Regions from separate parts of the Zea mays genome. Here all the other regions are linked to region 2. Evidence: chromatin contacts called from public Hi-C data. All regions are on one chromosome and are shown on one strand. Each heading gives the region's core, a stretch centred on a gene start, on an enhancer-like site or on the middle of the called end of the contact. The rest is flanking DNA. Distances are from core to core; before and after follow the strand shown. Region 1 holds the start of mbd115 (methyl binding domain 115). Region 2 holds the start of LOC103643676. Region 3 holds the start of LOC103643685 (RING-H2 finger protein ATL39).

Evidence for each region. Hi-C and Micro-C count contacts between places; a contact is called where the count stands out from the background.
Region 1: a Hi-C map of leaf shows a contact between it and region 2, with 5 times the contacts expected there. The contact joins the promoter of mbd115 here to the promoter of LOC103643676 in region 2. A contact is called at or near these places in 2 of 25 Hi-C or Micro-C datasets (bundle sheath and leaf).
Region 3: a Hi-C map of tassel shows a contact between it and region 2, with 2.2 times the contacts expected there. The contact joins the promoter of LOC103643685 here to the promoter of LOC103643676 in region 2. A contact is called at or near these places in 2 of 25 Hi-C or Micro-C datasets (bundle sheath and tassel).

What each region holds. Positions count from the first base shown.
Region 1 is chr1:256,216,590-256,219,289 of Zm-B73-REFERENCE-NAM-5.0, forward strand. It overlaps mbd115 (methyl binding domain 115), which reads left to right and starts at 1,292. Exons shown (of 3, transcript NM_001111821.2): 1 at 1,292-1,416. The coding sequence starts at 1,312.
Region 2 is chr1:255,422,127-255,424,826 of Zm-B73-REFERENCE-NAM-5.0, forward strand. LOC103643676 reads right to left here and starts at 1,282. Exons shown (of 5, transcript XM_020546824.2): 1 at 894-1,282. The coding sequence starts at 1,055.
Region 3 is chr1:256,233,132-256,235,831 of Zm-B73-REFERENCE-NAM-5.0, forward strand. LOC103643685 (RING-H2 finger protein ATL39) reads right to left here and starts at 1,299. Exons shown (of 1, transcript XM_008666867.3): 1 at 455-1,299. The coding sequence starts at 1,179. The coding sequence ends at 649.

The sequences.
Region 1 (2,700 bases), core at 42-2,541, 790 kb after region 2:
ATTGTTCGATGATAGATTGGACAGGCGCGTCGTCTGACGTTGTCTGCCAGCGGAGTGGACTGGACACATTAAATGCCGAGGGGCACATCATCCGTCGGCTTGGTGGCAGGCGGCGCGTCCTCTCCGCAATAAATGCGGAGACCGCGCGACCTCAGTGGCCTGACGTCAGACTCCGTCGGTCGGCTTATGTCATGAGCCACAAGCCACGCGGCAGCAGCGGGTCTCTGTCCGAGCGGGGAGCGTGGTGCAAGCCCCGGACACGTGCCAACACCGGACCCCTTCCAGGGCGGGGCCCGAGTATTCCCTGCCCCAGAATCCTGGGACCCGGTGGTTATCTGTCCGGACCCCACACAGAAGGGTCTGGGATCCTTCTCGGAGGTCCGCTCGTTATGCACGGGGTCCGGTGCTTTCCACGTGGCAGGCCCGGACCTACTGCGTGTATCCGGAGCACGCTTTTTCCCTTGGCCGTATGGCGACCCCAAGGCGGCTGATGTTGCACGACGGTAAGCCGTTTGCCACGTAACTAGAGGCTTTACCGCCGGCACGACGTCTATACCTTGTAACCAGGGATACCCCTGTTTCAAGATACCGACATGTTTAACAAAAAAAAAAGTACTAACGTTCAGTAACTAAGGGGTCCTCTGATTTTGGGGTCCGGTGCGGCCTCATACTCTGCAGCCCTCAGTTACGGTGCCCTCAGTATAGACGATATGCAGCCATAGCCTAATACGTGGAACCAGCAAGTCTTGATCCTTGAGTGATCAAGCTCCAAACTAATTAGAACTCGTCACGTTTCCACCGCTGACGAGTCCGGCTTCCCATGCTTGGGGCTTGGGCCCTCCAAGTCCAAGGTCAGTCCCACTTGTCAACGGTCTATGCCTTCCGCCGGCTAGAGTATCGTACTTCGCTGTTCGCTCTGTGCACAGCGCACCGCCTATCGCACAACAGCGGGCTAGAATCGTCCAGGCTCGCGGAATGCAATACGGTTTTCTGCTACCATCTCGGTCCCGCCGTTTACCTCCAGCGGTCTCCCGAGAGTAGATCCTGCACCTGGTCCACGATCCCGACACTGTCGAGCTCCGCACAGATCTGCCGAAACGGTCTCACGAGTTCATCCACCGGGTCCAGGTGCGCTTGCAGTCGCTCACGCCGTCTGCGTGGCCGAGACGTTTAGCGTGCAGGCCGTTATTTCTGCCGTCACCGAGCCCCTACGTTCCAAGTCCAACCAACCCATTCCCCAATTCAGTATCAGGCCTTTGCGAATTGCGACAGCGAGAGCGGGAAGAGGAAACTCGAAACTCGGCGAGCGGGATGGCAACCGGCCCGGAGCACGTGGCGGCGGCGGTCGAGGAGACGCCGGAGAAGAAGGCGGCCAGCACAACCGAGCTCCCCGCACCCTCAGGCTGGACGAAGAAGGTTTGCCTTTACTTCCCGCTTGGCCGGCCCCTTCCAATTTCCCCGCATGCTCTCCGCCCGCTGCTTGCTTCGGGCCCGGGTGTTGCGGTTCCGAGGACTCCAGGGGCCTGCTAGCGCTCGGATCCGTGGGGTTCGGGCTCCGTCTCTGCGAATTCCGTTGCGGTTCTTCCTCACCGAGCGGTCGGAGCTGGGGGCGTCGAGTTCTAGGGTTTCGGGCTCGATTGATTCATGTCGTTCGCGGGGGCGTTTCTTGTTTTGCTTAGTCTTAAGGTCATGCGAACACAGCTATAGGTTAGGAGCTTGATTTGAGCTCACTGTTCGAGTTTGTGATTGGCTTGCAACATCCGAGTCCCAACCCGTGTGCGGGTGCGAGTGCGAGTGTAGTAGACTGGAGTTTTGTAGCTCTCCCTATTGCAGCATCTGATTCTGAGTCCATTTCTGTAGATGTATTAGGTTCTCCATGCCGTTGCCCGTTGGATTGGGAGCCGATTTTTAGCTGTAGTCCGGGATGCTACGTTTGCCCTTTGTTTTTGGACGAACAGAACATGGCCGTTTTTGCACTGTACAAGTAACTTTAGACTTTATAGCTCTTGATAGTGTGTTTTAGTTCTTATTTGGTCCTTACAAAGCAGTATGGGTGGATCCTAACATTGTTTGCCATCGCTGTGCAATCTATTTTATCTCATGTTATGTCTCTTAAAGCCTGTTCGATGTTCCAACTTCCAACTATGGGCTATCCTCGGGACTCAGGTGATTTGATTGGATAAGTTTCTATGATTCTAACTCCAGCAATTTCTTAAATTTATGACAATTTAAGGAAGCCTCTGTTCAATGCTTTCTTTCCTAACTCCTAAGTTTTAATCAGCGCTATACAACAATGAGTTGGAATGAAGCAGCATAGATGAACTTGATGCAGGGAATTTTAGCTTTTAAAACAATGTCTTTTTTCTTGAAATGGCGTCAAAACAAAGTTTGTCGTTTTCCTCGGGTTTTCTTCAAGAAAATCATGAGATTTCTTGCTGCACACGCCTGGAAACCTCAATTCTAAGCCACCAGTCAGATGCGAATAGGTCTAGTTTCTTTCATTTAAAGCCTTAAAGCCTTAAAGGAAACTGGAAATCATGGGCTCACCTGTAATCCTCTATACTGGCCTTCTCTGGTATGTGGAATGCAAATAACTTCATTGTAGATTTAGTTAGATTGTAGGTTTTCTAGTCATGTGTTGCTTTTGCTTATTTGTACGAAAAATTGCTTCCACTATTGTTTTCTATGGTACTTTGTTTG
Region 2 (2,700 bases), core at 32-2,531:
TTCAGTATCTCACACAAAACAAGGGGAAGAAATACACCTTCAAAGTTAGTAACAGTACTTTCTGGCAACAATGGACTACTCCAATCATAGAAACACTTAATTTCACGGTTGTGTCACAATTTTCATCTATTATATTGGTTGACAGCTACTTTCTTTAAGGAAAAAAAAGAACTAAAACATCACACTGCCATTTCTAGAGATATATTTATCTAACCTCAATATATATGAAGCTACATGTCCAAATGCTATAATCACGTTTGAGGCCAAGGAACTGGACAGTAAAAAGGCAACCACGTAACTTTTGATATTAGAAAAACATCAGTGATTGCAACCACGTAACTGATACAGACACATGGGCATTATGACTCCTTTTTTTTCTGTGCATGAATAAAAGAAGCGTGCATTCACAAGGACCCATACAGCCATACTTGATCCAGCTCTAAATTAGTCCTGGTACAAAGTACAAACCACATGATGATATCAGTTAACCCACAGGACATCTTATCTTACGAAATTGAAGCCTAAAGGACTGAAAATGGTGCGTATAAATAGCGCATCAAATAATTCGTAATCTAACTGCTCCATCGGACTGTAATCTGCAGAACAGAAATAGGGTTTGACCAGACATGATTTTGGCGATCCCGGGCAACGAGACCAGATAATTGATAGAAACCGGGTGGATTTGGACAAAACAAATCGTATGACCGCATCACTCCAATCCAGATCCAACAGCCGAAACCAGATCCCCTACTCGCACGCCAAGGCCACGCAAAGACCTCGATTCCTCCGACAACAACCGCGCGCCAAGCATCGAGCCGAGAACCCGGAGAACCAAACAGCGCGAAATCGCCAAAGCGTTAGGTACGAAATAAGATGGATGGGGGCGAGCGAACCTTACGGGAGCTCCCGCCGCTGTGGTTGGGGGAGGTCCTCCTGCGTTGCGCGGGCGTGGGCGAGGAGCAGCGGGCGGCACCGCACCCAACCCCGTCCCCGTCACCGTCGGCTGCTCTGGGAGGAGGGGGAGATGAGGAGGTGGGGGGAGAGGCGGCGGCCATGGTGCGGTGGGAGAGGAGGAGGTGGAGGCTGTTGGTCGGGGAGGCGAGGTCGCGAGGAGGTGGCCGGCTGGGGTATTCAAATTGAGGGGGGTAGCCGTTGCGGACATGAGGTGACCTGGCGCGGGCGGAGGAGCACCACGGTGGATCTGGGGGAATCGGATGCTCCACGGTTGTCCAAAATATACTTCTACAGTTCCGTGATTTGCTCCGCCCGGTTGCATCGAACGGCCCGCAAACCTCAATTCACGGTCGCATGAATGGGCCCATCAAACACCCACTAGTCCACGACACGACACCACGCTACTTCGCCACCTGTCGCCGTCGTCTTCTGCGAAGTCTCAACTGTGTCTCCATCTCACTCTACCGTCCAAGCTCGACGAAGCCGCGGAATCTCAACGGTCGCATAAATAAGAAATAAATAGAATAAATGTAAAGAAAGGACAGGAAAGAAAAATAAAAAGGAAATGTGTAGATATAAAAAGGAAAAGAAACACACGTACCTGGGGAGAGAGATGCGGTGGCCCGTGGAAACTCATGGGCCTCCACTCTCGAATGCGTGGGCCGGGCCGCTCTCCCATGTATGCGCGTTGCATGCGCTGCTCGTGCTCGCTGTATGGGCTGCCGATCAGTCAGACCGAAGGATGAATGGCGGCCAATGAGAGAGAGACGGATACTTTTTCTGCACGAAGGCAGCACTTTTGGTATGAGGAATCAAAGCTAAACAGTATCTATGTGAACAAATCAAATAGACCCATCCACGTAAGCAGCACGTGACAGATTTGCAACTTTTTTTTTAGTTTTTAAATGACTAAGGTAGTGTTTGGTTGAAGAGCCAAGTATAACGGAATCGTTCTGTCCCAATTTTGTTGTTGTTTGGTTACAAAGTAACTAGAACGGAATGGCTCCAATTAGGAAATATTCTCCTCAGGTCCGGAATCATTCCGCTCCAAAAAATCAATGGGACGGAGCCGCTCCGTTCCAATCCCGCTCTCACAGTCACGCTCCGTTCCGTTTACTCTGCAACCAAACAAAAAACAGAACCGCTCCGTTCCAGATTACCAAACACAGAACAAAGCGGCTCCGTTCCTAGAATCAGGAATGGAACGGCTCCGTTATACTTGGCTCCTCAACCAAACACTACCTAATGGAATGAGTCCGTCCCGTGTTCGGAAGAATTATAACGTCGTTTGTTTTCAACGTGTTTCCTTTTGTCCAACAAATCAAATAGTATGGATCCGTACGTTTCTCTTTCGCCTCTGCTTGCTTTGCTGGTGAGACGGCCCCGTACGTGCACCTGCTAGCGGTACGAGAGGCTAATCACTACTGCAACTCATAGGCCGGCTAAGCGATGCAGTTAAGGACGCACGCGATCTATATATTTGCTTTCGGTAGTAATTCCATCTCCAAGTTCTCAGCTACCCTGTCGCGTCGATCGTCCATGGACCATGGCATCCTATCATTCATTGCGACACGAAATTATCGGCCGGGGGCTCCTTGTGCAATCATGCTAATCTAGAACTTTTCACGAGATTAAAAAAAATCATCTCCAACTGTTGCTTGACCTTAGCTTTCGATCATTTTAGCACTAGGGAAAATGGATCCATCCTTGTAAAAAAAAATACACGCGCTCGTATCGCGCGGATCC
Region 3 (2,700 bases), core at 49-2,548, 810 kb after region 2:
TGTTGCTGCAAAAATTCAAGGCAGGGCAATACTATCCGATCGTCCTGCCAAAGTGCAAGTGTATGAATCTGCCATCACGAAGCCTGTCAGTCGTCTTCATCGTCCAAAACAAAGCCTCAAGCCTCGCATAAAAGATCCTAACAAGAATCCTAACAAGAAATGCTCCGGTCCAGAGACGACGAGCCGATGGCCCGATGCTCAGAAGATTGTGAGGGTCCGGTCCACAGCAAGTAAGAAGCTTGTGCATGCCCATGCGGCCATGCTGCCAAACCATAACAGGCCAGGGTCAGGGTGCACCGTGCACGAATCGACGGTCCTGGATTCAGCATCACTCTCCTGCAGATGGCGCAGCCAAAGTTTCCCTGGTTTAGCTGGACTTTGGTCCGAGATCAAACGCTAGTCAACTAACCTGAGCAGGGACAGGTAAAGTGTCTCGCAAATCATAGTCGAAAAATAATAGAAAGGAACACTTTTACGATTTTCCCCCCTTTTTCAGAAAATGGTTACAGTGACTTTTTTAAAAGGTAAAGGCCTCTGATTAACCTGACAGAGATTGTGTATCTCCTCTGCAAACTAGCTCCTAACAAGTACGTATGTGGCAATCAAAAAAGAATAATCAACTATGTGAGAACAGACAATAGAGCTGATTCACCCCCTGCCTCGGACCACCGCAGCGCCGGCCGGTCGCGGCGGCATGAGCGGACACTCCGGCCTCGGCGGCAGCGGCAGCAGTCCACCGCGGCAGACCGGGCACGTCCCGCGCTGCCGGAGCCACCAGTCGATGCGGCAGTCGGCGTGGAAGAAGTGGCCGCACGCCGGCAGCACCCGCACCATCTCGTCGCCCTCGGCGTACTCGGACAGGCAGATGGCGCAACAAGGCGCCTCCTCCTCGCCGACGCCGCCCGGCGACGCGCTCCCTGTCTTTCCGGCGGCCGCCTTCGCCTGGCCGTACGGCATGAGCGTGCCGGGCCCGAGCGCCTGCTCAACGTCGTGCACCGCGGCGGCGCGGGCGACGGGCAGCTCACAGGCGCCCGCGGCGGCGGCGACGATGGCGACGATGAGCACCGCCAAGCAGACCACGGCGGCCATCTCCAGCACAAAGGCCGCGTCGGAGGTCATGCCGTTTGCTTGCCTGATGCTGCGCGGTGACGAGCGGTTGTCTTGGCCGTTGGTGCACATCTGCCGCTATTACTGTTCGTGTTCTATATGTATATAAGCTCAGCTCGTTGACAAATGTTCATGCGTGTGACAACTGACAAGCCTCAGTTGTCGTCAGTCACAGAAGGAGAGGTGGGTTGTTCGCCGAAAGCCTCGGATGATTTCCTGCGTTCTTCGTCCGTCATGCCTATACATGTCTATACTGGGCCGGCCCGTTGGGCGGCACGTGGCTCGGCACGCGTTGGCACGGCCCATACCCGGCCCAGCACGACGGCGGCCGTGCCCGTGCCAGTCCGGCACGCCTCCCGTGCCGTGCTTGGGCCTCGATGCCGGCCCACGGTGAAGGCACGAGCACGGGCCTGGTTAACGGGCAGGCCCGACTAGAGCCCGGGTCGGCATTTACAGGGGAGAGAGGGAAGGGGTGCGAGGGGATATTTTCCCATTCCCAGTTTCCACGCGCCCCCTCGCATACGCGCCGCACTCGCCTGCTCACGAAACCCTAGCGGCTCTCCCTCTCCCCTCGCATATGCGCCGCCTGGTGCCTCCACTAGTCGTCTGCTCCACCGTCGCCGCCTTCTCCTCGCCTCCCGTCCCGGCGTTGACGGTTGCCGGCGAGTCTTCATCACTGTCCCGCTCGTCCGCTCCCCTCGTCTCTCGATCTGCTCGTCCGTAACTGTTCTTTCCTCTCCCTGTCGTTTCCCCTGGTAAGCGCTCCAGGAGGCAGGGACCGACCTCTAAGGTTTGGTTGCATTTTGAGGAAGTTACGGAGAAGCAGGGAGGTAAGGATTTCCGCCATTTGCCTTCACTGCAAGCACACCCTACCTGCTAAATCTTCTTCTAGAACTGGACACTTGATCCGTCACCTAGAACTTTGCCCCGCTAAGAAAGATAAAGAAAAAACTGGTAGATCTCAATTCATGCTTAAGTTTAATGCTAATGGATCTGTTGTGCACTGGGAGTACTCTCCATCTGTTGCAAGGACTTAGCTTTGTCGTATGATTGCTAGACTAGACCTACCTCTGTGTTTTGGTGAATGTAGTGCATTTCAAGAATATATTACTCGTGCTCATAATCCTCGGTTTGTTAAGTCCTCTAGGCAAACTACTGCTAGAGACTCAATTAGGCTTTTTAATGATTGTGCTGAACAACTTATTAATGTACTCAAATCTGTTTCATCTATTGCACTTACATCTGACATTTGGTCTGGCAAGGCAAAAGAGGATTACATCAGTGTTGTTGCTCATTTTGTGAACTCTGATTGGTGTTTAGAAAAGAGGTTGCTTGGTCTTAGACCAATTGAGGTAGCTCATACAGGTTATAACATTGCTGAGCGTGTTGAACTGGTTGCTAACGATTATGGAATTACTGATAAAATCTTTGCTATTGTGCTCGATAATGCCTCATCTAACAAAACTGCTATGGAAGTTCTAAAACCAGTGTTTTATGGTTACATTGGCCATTTGATTCCTATGCCTAGTAGAAATGAATATGATTTGAGTGCTATTTTCTTGTATCAGCGTTGTGGTTGCCATATAATTAATT